Linked DNA regions of Triticum aestivum: region 1 is linked to region 2. Evidence: chromatin contacts called from public HiCAR-type data. All regions are on one chromosome and are shown on one strand. The core of a region is the stretch at or near the end of the contact, and the rest is flanking DNA. Distances in the headings are between cores, read along the strand shown. Region 1 holds the start of LOC123054113. Region 2 holds the start of LOC123054108 (protein cappuccino).

Evidence for each region. HiCAR-type assays count read pairs that join an accessible place to other places.
Region 1: a HiCAR-type map of leaf shows a contact between it and region 2, with 3 times the contacts expected there. The contact joins the promoter of LOC123054113 here to the promoter of LOC123054108 in region 2. A contact is called at or near these places in 1 of 5 Hi-C or Micro-C datasets (leaf) and 1 of 1 datasets of contacts at active chromatin or transcription factors (leaf).

What each region holds. Positions count from the first base shown.
Region 1 is chr2D:508,252,503-508,256,515 of IWGSC CS RefSeq v2.1, forward strand. LOC123054113 reads left to right here and starts at 1,566. Exons shown (of 10, transcript XR_006426051.1): 1 at 1,566-1,838; 2 at 1,916-1,989; 3 at 2,066-2,147; 4 at 2,881-2,931; 5 at 3,102-3,202; 6 at 3,541-3,694; 7 at 3,782-3,970.
Region 2 is chr2D:507,954,770-507,959,027 of IWGSC CS RefSeq v2.1, forward strand. It overlaps LOC123054108 (protein cappuccino), which reads right to left and starts at 2,793. Exons shown (of 1, transcript XM_044477798.1): 1 at 1,252-2,793. The coding sequence starts at 2,506. The coding sequence ends at 1,358.

The sequences.
Region 1 (4,013 bases), core at 316-2,815, 300 kb after region 2:
ATGGTGCTTATTTACAGAGAGTAGACGCTTAATTAGGCACCTCTCCTGTAGAGACAAGCACTGGTGCTTAAAAAAAACTCGGTTTATTTTACTAAGAACCTCCCATGAGCATTGTAAGCACAAGTGTGGCTAGGAGAAGTTGGATGTTGATTTGGGTTGCCAGTATTGTTTGAGTTGCTTAGTTTCGGACTGATGATGTTTGGTAGCTTTCTGTTTATTTTGCTATGTTGTCCTACTGTATTTGCTTTTGTGTGAGCAATGGACCTATTGCTCCCGCGTGAGCTTTTTGAACTGGTGGTAGGTTAGTTTGGTGTCGTCGGGTTTTCGTCCTGCATTGGGTGTTTCGATAACGAGCAACTATATATAGTGGGTTTTTGAACGATGCGTTGGACTCGCTTTCTCCTTTCTCGTCTCCTCTACTGTTTCTGATTTGGTAGTTGTATTTTTGCTATTCAATTAATGGAAAATGGGTTAGGCCCTATTAAAAGAATGTCCTCCCGATGGTGGGTCTAGCGCGCATGTTTTTTCCCTCTGTTGTTTATTTTTTTTGTTTACATTTTCTTTTGTGAAATCCATCATTGGCTAAACAATCATTCAGTTATGCTATTTGTGGGCTTTACTCTCACTATAGCTATTGTACAGTTGCCGCAAATAATGACTTTTATGATCTGGTTTGTTTTTATCACATAAAAAGTCATGGGATCAAGAAAGAAATGTGAAAAATGTAGTTATAAATGTGAAAAGCCAATACGTCAATGCCTTGTCCCATAACTTGGGCATCCTATCTGATGGATGAATGAGGAGACTACATTGAGTATTTCCGTTCCATGACACGATTCTTCTTTGCGGTTAAATTGAAACACAAGTTGGTGATTCAAAAGTGGTCACAGCTAGAATCTACATTATCAATGCTAGAATGAAAACCTGGTGAGTATTTCTCTACCACCTTCCAATCTTCTTAGTCGATTGTTTACTTTTCCAATTGGGGCGGGGGGCATATGTTACTGGAATCCAGGGCATAATTTTTCGTTTTTTTTTGCTTATTTTCTTTTCATTTTTTACCTTTTCCTGCCAATATTGTTTTGATATGTGTAAATCTATTATATATTGCTTTTATACATGAATGTTACTTTCTTATGATACATGTGTTTTTTATTTAGTAAATACATTAAAAAATCCCGTGATACATAACATTTATTTGGAAACATATAAATATGTTTCTTTATTCCACAACATGTTGTTTGAAATATATAAGTACTTATTTTTCTCATACATGCACATGGTTCTTCTAATACAGGAACAATTATTTCCAAAATAGTAACACTTTTTTGTTATACCCAAAAGTTTCCTATATTAATGCATACATTTTCCAATTTGAAACATGGTTTACAAATTAGTATACAAAGTATAAATTTTGATATTTATGAAGGGAAGAAAATATATGTTAATTAATGGTGGGCCTCATTAATTGCGGTCCATGAAGAACGCCTGTAGGTGTCAAGGCCCCCGATGCCGCAAGTAGGAGCACCCCACTCGGCCTGCGGATTGAAATCCTCTTAGCTGCAGGCCTCTTCCCGGCCCATGGCCATCGATTCGCTGACACGACGCTCGCGGACAGCAGCCACCGCTCGAATCTCCGCGCCGGCTCCGGCCACGGAAGTTCTCCCCCACCCACCATCACCATGGCTCAGGCTCCAGGCCGCGCCGCCTCCGCCGTGCGGCTCTTCGACGCGCACTGCCACCTGCAGGACCCCCGCATCGCGGCGGCCGCCCCCTCACTCATACGCGCCGCCACAGCCTCCGGCGTCGGCCGGTTCGCGGTCAACGGCACCTCCGAGGTACGCCCCGCCCCTGCCTCGTGCGTGAACGCGAGCGACCGCTCCTCCGTGACTCTTTGTCTACTGGACGAGCGCAGAAAGACTGGCACCTGGTGAAGCAGATGGCCCAGGAGCACCCGGCTATCATCCCCTGCTTCGGCCTCCACCCATGGCAAGATACTCTGGCTGCTTCTCCCGGTGCACTGCTTCTTATGCTGTGTGGATTTTAAAACCGTGAATTTGGGTAGGTGGGTGCCGGAGAGGTCGCCCGATTGGATGGATTCGCTCCGGCAGTTCTTCTCGGAGACCCCAGAGGCGGCTGTTGGAGAGGTAGGCTGGTGTCAATCTGTACTCTTCTAGGTTACTTCTCAAGTATTACCTCAGTCCCAAAAAGCTTGTCTTACATTTGTCTAGATACGGATGTATCTAACACTAAAACTTCCGTATCTAGACAAATCTAGAACAAGTAATTCGGGACGTGGGAGCACGTGCTGGCAAAGTAGCCAGCAATAAAACTGCGGTGATACATAATAGACTGAACTGCCACAAAGTGCAAACCAAGGCTTACCTACAAGCATTAGTTCTCTAATATAGTGAAAATTATGATCATCTGGTTTTGCAACTCATTGAATTCTATCAGTATTCAGCAATAGGGTATATTTATCTGTCGCCTCTGTTTACTGTAACTCTATAGCCGAGAAGGCTGTTTCTGAATTTAACCTAATAGACTGCCCTAGTTTGACAGCATAGGTTTTCCAAAACCGTAGTTCTAAACACCACCGTTTTTCTCACTTCAGTTTATAAAAAAGAGGCCGAAACCTCTTTCTGAAATACTACAAAAAAGACACCATGTTTGGGATACTACGATTTATAGAACTGTGGTATTTATCAATGCCAAACACATCAAAGTTTTCAAAACCATGGTTTCACAGTATTCACCAAATAGTCAAAAAAAAAAAAAACTGAGCTGCCAAACGTAGCCAATTTTTTCTTCTGTTTCCTTTTGGCATGTGCAATATGAGACCTGTGCAATTATATATTCTCATATGTCACTATTATGCAGACTGGTCTGGACAAGGGATCGCATGGAAAAACTATTGACTTCGGAGAACAGGTTTGTCAGCACGGACCCCTCTGCACTTCTTGTTGAATATTACCTCCGTCCCAAATTAGTTGTCTTAGACAAGTTTTCAGCTACATGCTAATGGATATATTTAGCTTTGTTACTGTGGCTTTAGTTGTACCCCTTTACCTTTTACCATAAGCATAACAATTTTAACACAGGTTGAAGTATTCGAACGACAACTTGAACTTGCTAAGGAATTGGAGAAACCTGTTTCTGTTCATTGTGTACGTGCCTTCGGCGATCTTCTGGAAATACTAAAGTAAGGCAAAGATATTTGGTCATTATCATCTTTTTAGTTCTTGTCAGTATCTAGTTCAATATGACAGGTAGTGGTAGTTTGTTTGTCTAAGTTCAAATTTCAATGTCTTAAAAAGTATTACCCATGATATTGCATACACCAGGTTCTTAGTAGGTTTGCAATTAGTGTTGTTTTTTCATCACATTTCCAAAATATTGAATATATTGCTCTTTCTAGATATATATGTCATACTGGAGAGCAGGTTCCGTACTTCTAGTCCAGTATGGATGCCCTGTAGTTTCTCATCTTTTTGTCTACAAATAAATGTTATGCTGTGTTAACATTTTGGCTGCCTGAAGGCGTACTGGGCCTTTCCCAGCAGGTGTGCTGTTGCATTCTTATCTGGGGTCTGCAGAAATGGTGCCCGGCCTTGCAAATTTAGGTTGTTACTTTTCATTGTCTGGTTTCCTTACAGGCCTGAAATCCACTAAGGCAAAGAAAATGCTCAAAGCAGTAAGTTGGTCATGTTTTTTTCCCCTGAGGTTAGGCATGTTAAATCTATTCTGCACCACCAGTGAAATGCATTTGTATTTGTTCCAGATACCCTTGGACAGAATTCTGTTAGAGACAGATGCACCAGATGCAGTACCAAGGTTGGACAATGTTTCTCTAGTTACAGTCCCTGTGGACACTTCAGATGCAGATATTGAAATGTTCCAGGGCGATTCGACCTCTCAGGCGGCTACCCCTTCAAAAGAATCCTTGAATCATCCAGCTAACATCCACATTGTAAGATTTTGTGCCCTGATGCCTTTGGCTGATAGTAGTTTTG
Region 2 (4,258 bases), core at 1,543-4,042:
CACTGCATTATTGGTGTGAAGGTACATATGCATCGTACTACTACTAATGCGGTGCCACTCTGGTACTATGCTTCACGCAGGAATGAATCATTGCAGTTATAGCTCAGCGCACGCTGTTGCACAATGCCTCGTCAGTGTTCCACTTGTTCATCGGAGGTTCTGCCCCCCCTCCGTCGGGCATGTGGTTTTTCCGCACAGTGCAGCGGGCAGCGTTGCAGGGGCGGAACCCACAGCCGCACAGGGTCTTGTGGAGAGGGTGGTACGTGACATTGGCCGCTCAATCATTCATGGCGTCCTCGTCGACCTCCACCGCAGAGAAAAGCGTACGGGGTGTACCGGCTGGCACGAAAGTAACTGTCCTGAACTAACTGGCACATCAGCTGCGGTGGCGCTGGCGTTATATACGGGGGGCGGCCCAAACTGGATGGACCGGCGTTACCGTCTCTCCGATCCCGTGCCAGTTGGACGAACTTGTTCTCTCTCTCCCTGTCCGTATCGACCAATTCCACGTGATAAACCAACAAGAACCAGTCGTCCCCATGCAGATAAGGCAGGGCTAGCCAGCCATGAATCGTGTGCTTCGCTGGCTTTAGCTGACCATCACAGCTCTGTGACTGTGAGTGTGGGTGCACATTAAACAGCTGAAAGTCCTGGCATTCTTTCTACACATGAAAACTCTTTCATCGCGTCAAGCCGTCAACGACAATGAGACGTCTGAAATTCCTCCGAGGAGCGGAGACGGAAGCTTTGCGGTGGAGGGAGTTTTAAAGCTTTTGCATTTCCGGATGGAGAAAGAGGTTGCGCATTGATGGCGCGTGTTTGGGCACCATCAGCAGGCTCCTCTCGCGTTAACATCCACCCTCCCGTGCGCGGCAGGCAGCGGCACCCTGCACCCACCACCACCACCTCCACCACACCCATAACTCCGCGCACGGGCCCTCCGTTCCAGGCTCCCGCTTTCTATCCCTGATTCCACCGTCCCCCCTCGCGCGCGGGCCAAAGCGCCCCTTTTCCGCCTGTTTGCGTGCGGTTTGCCACGGCACGGCGCGCACAAGCGGCCACGGGGTTGACGCGCCCTAGAACGTCTCGTGGCTCGTGCCCCCTGGCATTCAGCTCTCACGGGGGTTCTTCGCGTCAGACGTGTCGCAAAATCGAAATTTTGAACGTACGTACCCATGCTAGAAAGCGGTAAAGTGGTGGTGGTACTGGTAGCAGTACGAGTGCGTGTCAGTGCACATTCAAACGAAAAAGTATGTGCTGGCCCTGGATGAACAAGGGACACCAGGTGGATTCGTGTTATCAGCCGAGATCGTCTCGACGATTTCTTGGAAGCAATCTACATTGTACGAATCGACCACTACACGCGCCACGCCGGGGGAGGCAGAGGTTGCCGGCGGCGGGGCGGCGTCCTCTGCCGGGGCGCCGTCGGCCTGGCGGCCGGCCCCGGCTCGCGGCCGGCCGTGGCGGCGGCGGCGGGGGCGAACACCTCGTCCCAGATCTCCGCGAAGGCCCGGAGGATGGCGTCGTGGTGCCGGGGCGCGTTCAGCGCCAGGAAGCGCCGGAGGAGCTCGCGGAGCTCGTCGCCCGTCACGATCCCGTTCTCCACGATCATGTTCAGCATCGACCGCCGGAAGTCGCCCAGCGGGTCCTCCGACTGCTTCACCACCGCCACGCTCCCGTCCAGCCTCCCGCTGCCGCCGCCGAAGCCGTTGCCGTTGCTGTTGTCGCAGCTCGTCGCTTTCCGGTGCTTCGGCGCCGCCTGCGGTGTCGGCGAGCGCTTCTCGTCTTCTTTGCTCTTGGATTTATTGTCCTCCTCGGTCTTCGCGCTCCGGACCGGCTCCAGCGGCGGCGGCGGGGGCAGAGGGCGAGGGGGCTGTGGCGTGAAGTGCGCGTCGCCTTCTTGCTTGCTGGCTTTGTCAACGCTCTTCACCCTCCGATGCTGCTGGGTTGGGACCTGCAAGGATGGCGGCGGGAGCGGGCGCGGCCGCGGCGGCGAGAAGTCGCCGTGGCCTTCTTGGATGCTGGGCTTGTCGTCGCCGCGCACAGCTCGACGTTGCACGGGCCGCGACGGCAACGGCGGAGGCGGCGGTGGAGGAGGAGGAGGCGGCGGCGGTGGCGAGAAGTGATTTCTTGGGGGGCTCTTGGTCCGCGCGCACGACTTGATGCTCCGCTCGAGCTCGCTGAGCTCGCGCAGCAGGCCGGAGAAGCTGGGCGTGGTCGCGGAGCTCGCCCGCTTGCACTCGACCTCGTCGGCGTCCTCCCACAGGAAGGAGGAGGAGGCGGAGGGCACGGTGAGCGTGCCCGTGGACGTGGACGCCGACGGGTGCGTCCTGCTGGCCGTCCGCGACGTGGCCGTGGTGGCCGTGGACGCCTCCGTGCCGGAGCGCGGCGACGAGGCGGCCACCGCCGCCGCCGCGACCGCCACGGCCTTGGGGTCCTTGCAGCCGCAGCCGAGCGCGAAGCCGACGCCGCCGAACCGCTTCCTCGCCGCGACGCCGTGGCTCATCCCCTCGCGCGCGTCGTGTCGCTCCCGGTCACTCACAGCTGCCCACACCACAGGGATCTTGGACGGTGGCCGGCCGGCCGGGGCGGCCTTTATATCGCAGAGCGCTGGCAGCTCACAGTGGCATATGGTGGCTCGCTCCCCTCGCTCCCGACCCCCGAGTTATGAAGCCAGCGACGAAGAAGCTACCGAGCTCAGCTGCGTCGCATGTATACATGTACTAATACTGCGTACGCGCACGCGGACGGATACAGTAGACGTGACGACGCGCGATCCGCACCGTCCGTTCACCTTTCGCTTAAAGACACGATTGATGGTCAGTTGGATCAGCTCGCTAAGCTAATAATTTCGACGCCGTGAAGCAGATCTCCTCCAAGCTCCAAACCACTGTCGCGACGAACAATAAATACGCGCAGAACCGAAAGCTGACCGGCCATTGTAGCTGCGCAGCGCAGCTTGTCTTCATTAAGCCGGCCAGTGAGCCGTGCCCTTCGCGGCGATGTTCGACAGATACAGGAGAACTACTCCCTACAGAATACAGAATACACCAAACAGTGGTGCTGTTGTGGTACTCATTGCGCGCACGTAGGGGTATGGGTACGTGTTATGTATGCCCCCTCGCATGTGCAATCATACATGGACATATGGACTCACTCGCACCGTGGAGCTACAACTGGGATGGTCCCTGCCATGGGTCTGCGGCACCTGTCTGGTGTAGAACGAGGATAGATTTTGTGCTCCGATTGTTCCTTCGGAATGGAATGGAGGGTGCCGCGAGCCGGCCGCCATGGAGCCGCTTGTCCTCACCTGGGAGCGGGGGAGCAAGGCCACCGGTTCCGCTGGATTTCTGCGACTTTCGGGCGCGCCCGCATGTGCCCGCCGTTGGCCGGACTGATCGACCCATCGAATCTTCCAATTGCAAGTGTACCCGATGCTACCACAGTGCCAAGGAGGTGATTTCTTATCTCAATCAAAGCCGATCGTTGTAGTAGGTTCTGTAGCAGCTAGCTAACCACCCGTGTCGGTCCCGCGCCACAAATCCTACTAGGATCCTCTGATAGGCCTGCGCATGTGCTTGAAGTTTTTGTATCTGCGGACATCGCTCTCGTGATAGAGCTATAAAATTAAAGCCGGCTTCCCTGAGGCAGGTGGAGCTCCATTTACGCCGCCACCGTCCGCCGGATGAATGTGCTCGTATCCAGCGGCGGGGCGGTACGGCGGTCCATCAATCTCTACGGTCAAATCGTTCGAGTTGAAGGCCCATAAAAGCCCCTGGGGTTGCTCCTGCGCCGAGATCCATCATCTTCCTCGGGCCGGCCGCAGAGCAGAGATTGTGCTCGATTGCGCCTCTGCGGTGCGACCACCGCGAGATCGTTCCTTCTGGTTTGACCCCAGGTTTCATCATGGCAAAAACCGGATGGATGGATGGAAGGAAGTGCGACCGAATTACTGGTGGCGCAATGAAGCTGCTCGGAAGCACGCCTTCCGGAGGTCGTACGTACTCCCCTTTTTAGGGCAAAATCCTTAATTAGCTCCACCGACTATGTTTTTTTAGGACTCAAAAGCTAAACTTTGACGGTACTATGAAACCGCCCATATCGTTTTGAATTTTTTTTATGCCCCTCCGTTTTTATTTAGTCCGCGTATTAACTTTAGTCAAACTCAAGCTTTGTAAATTTTGACAAAGTTTATAAACAAAAATATTAACATGTATAATAACAAATTAATACCATTAAATTCATTAGATTTGTTATG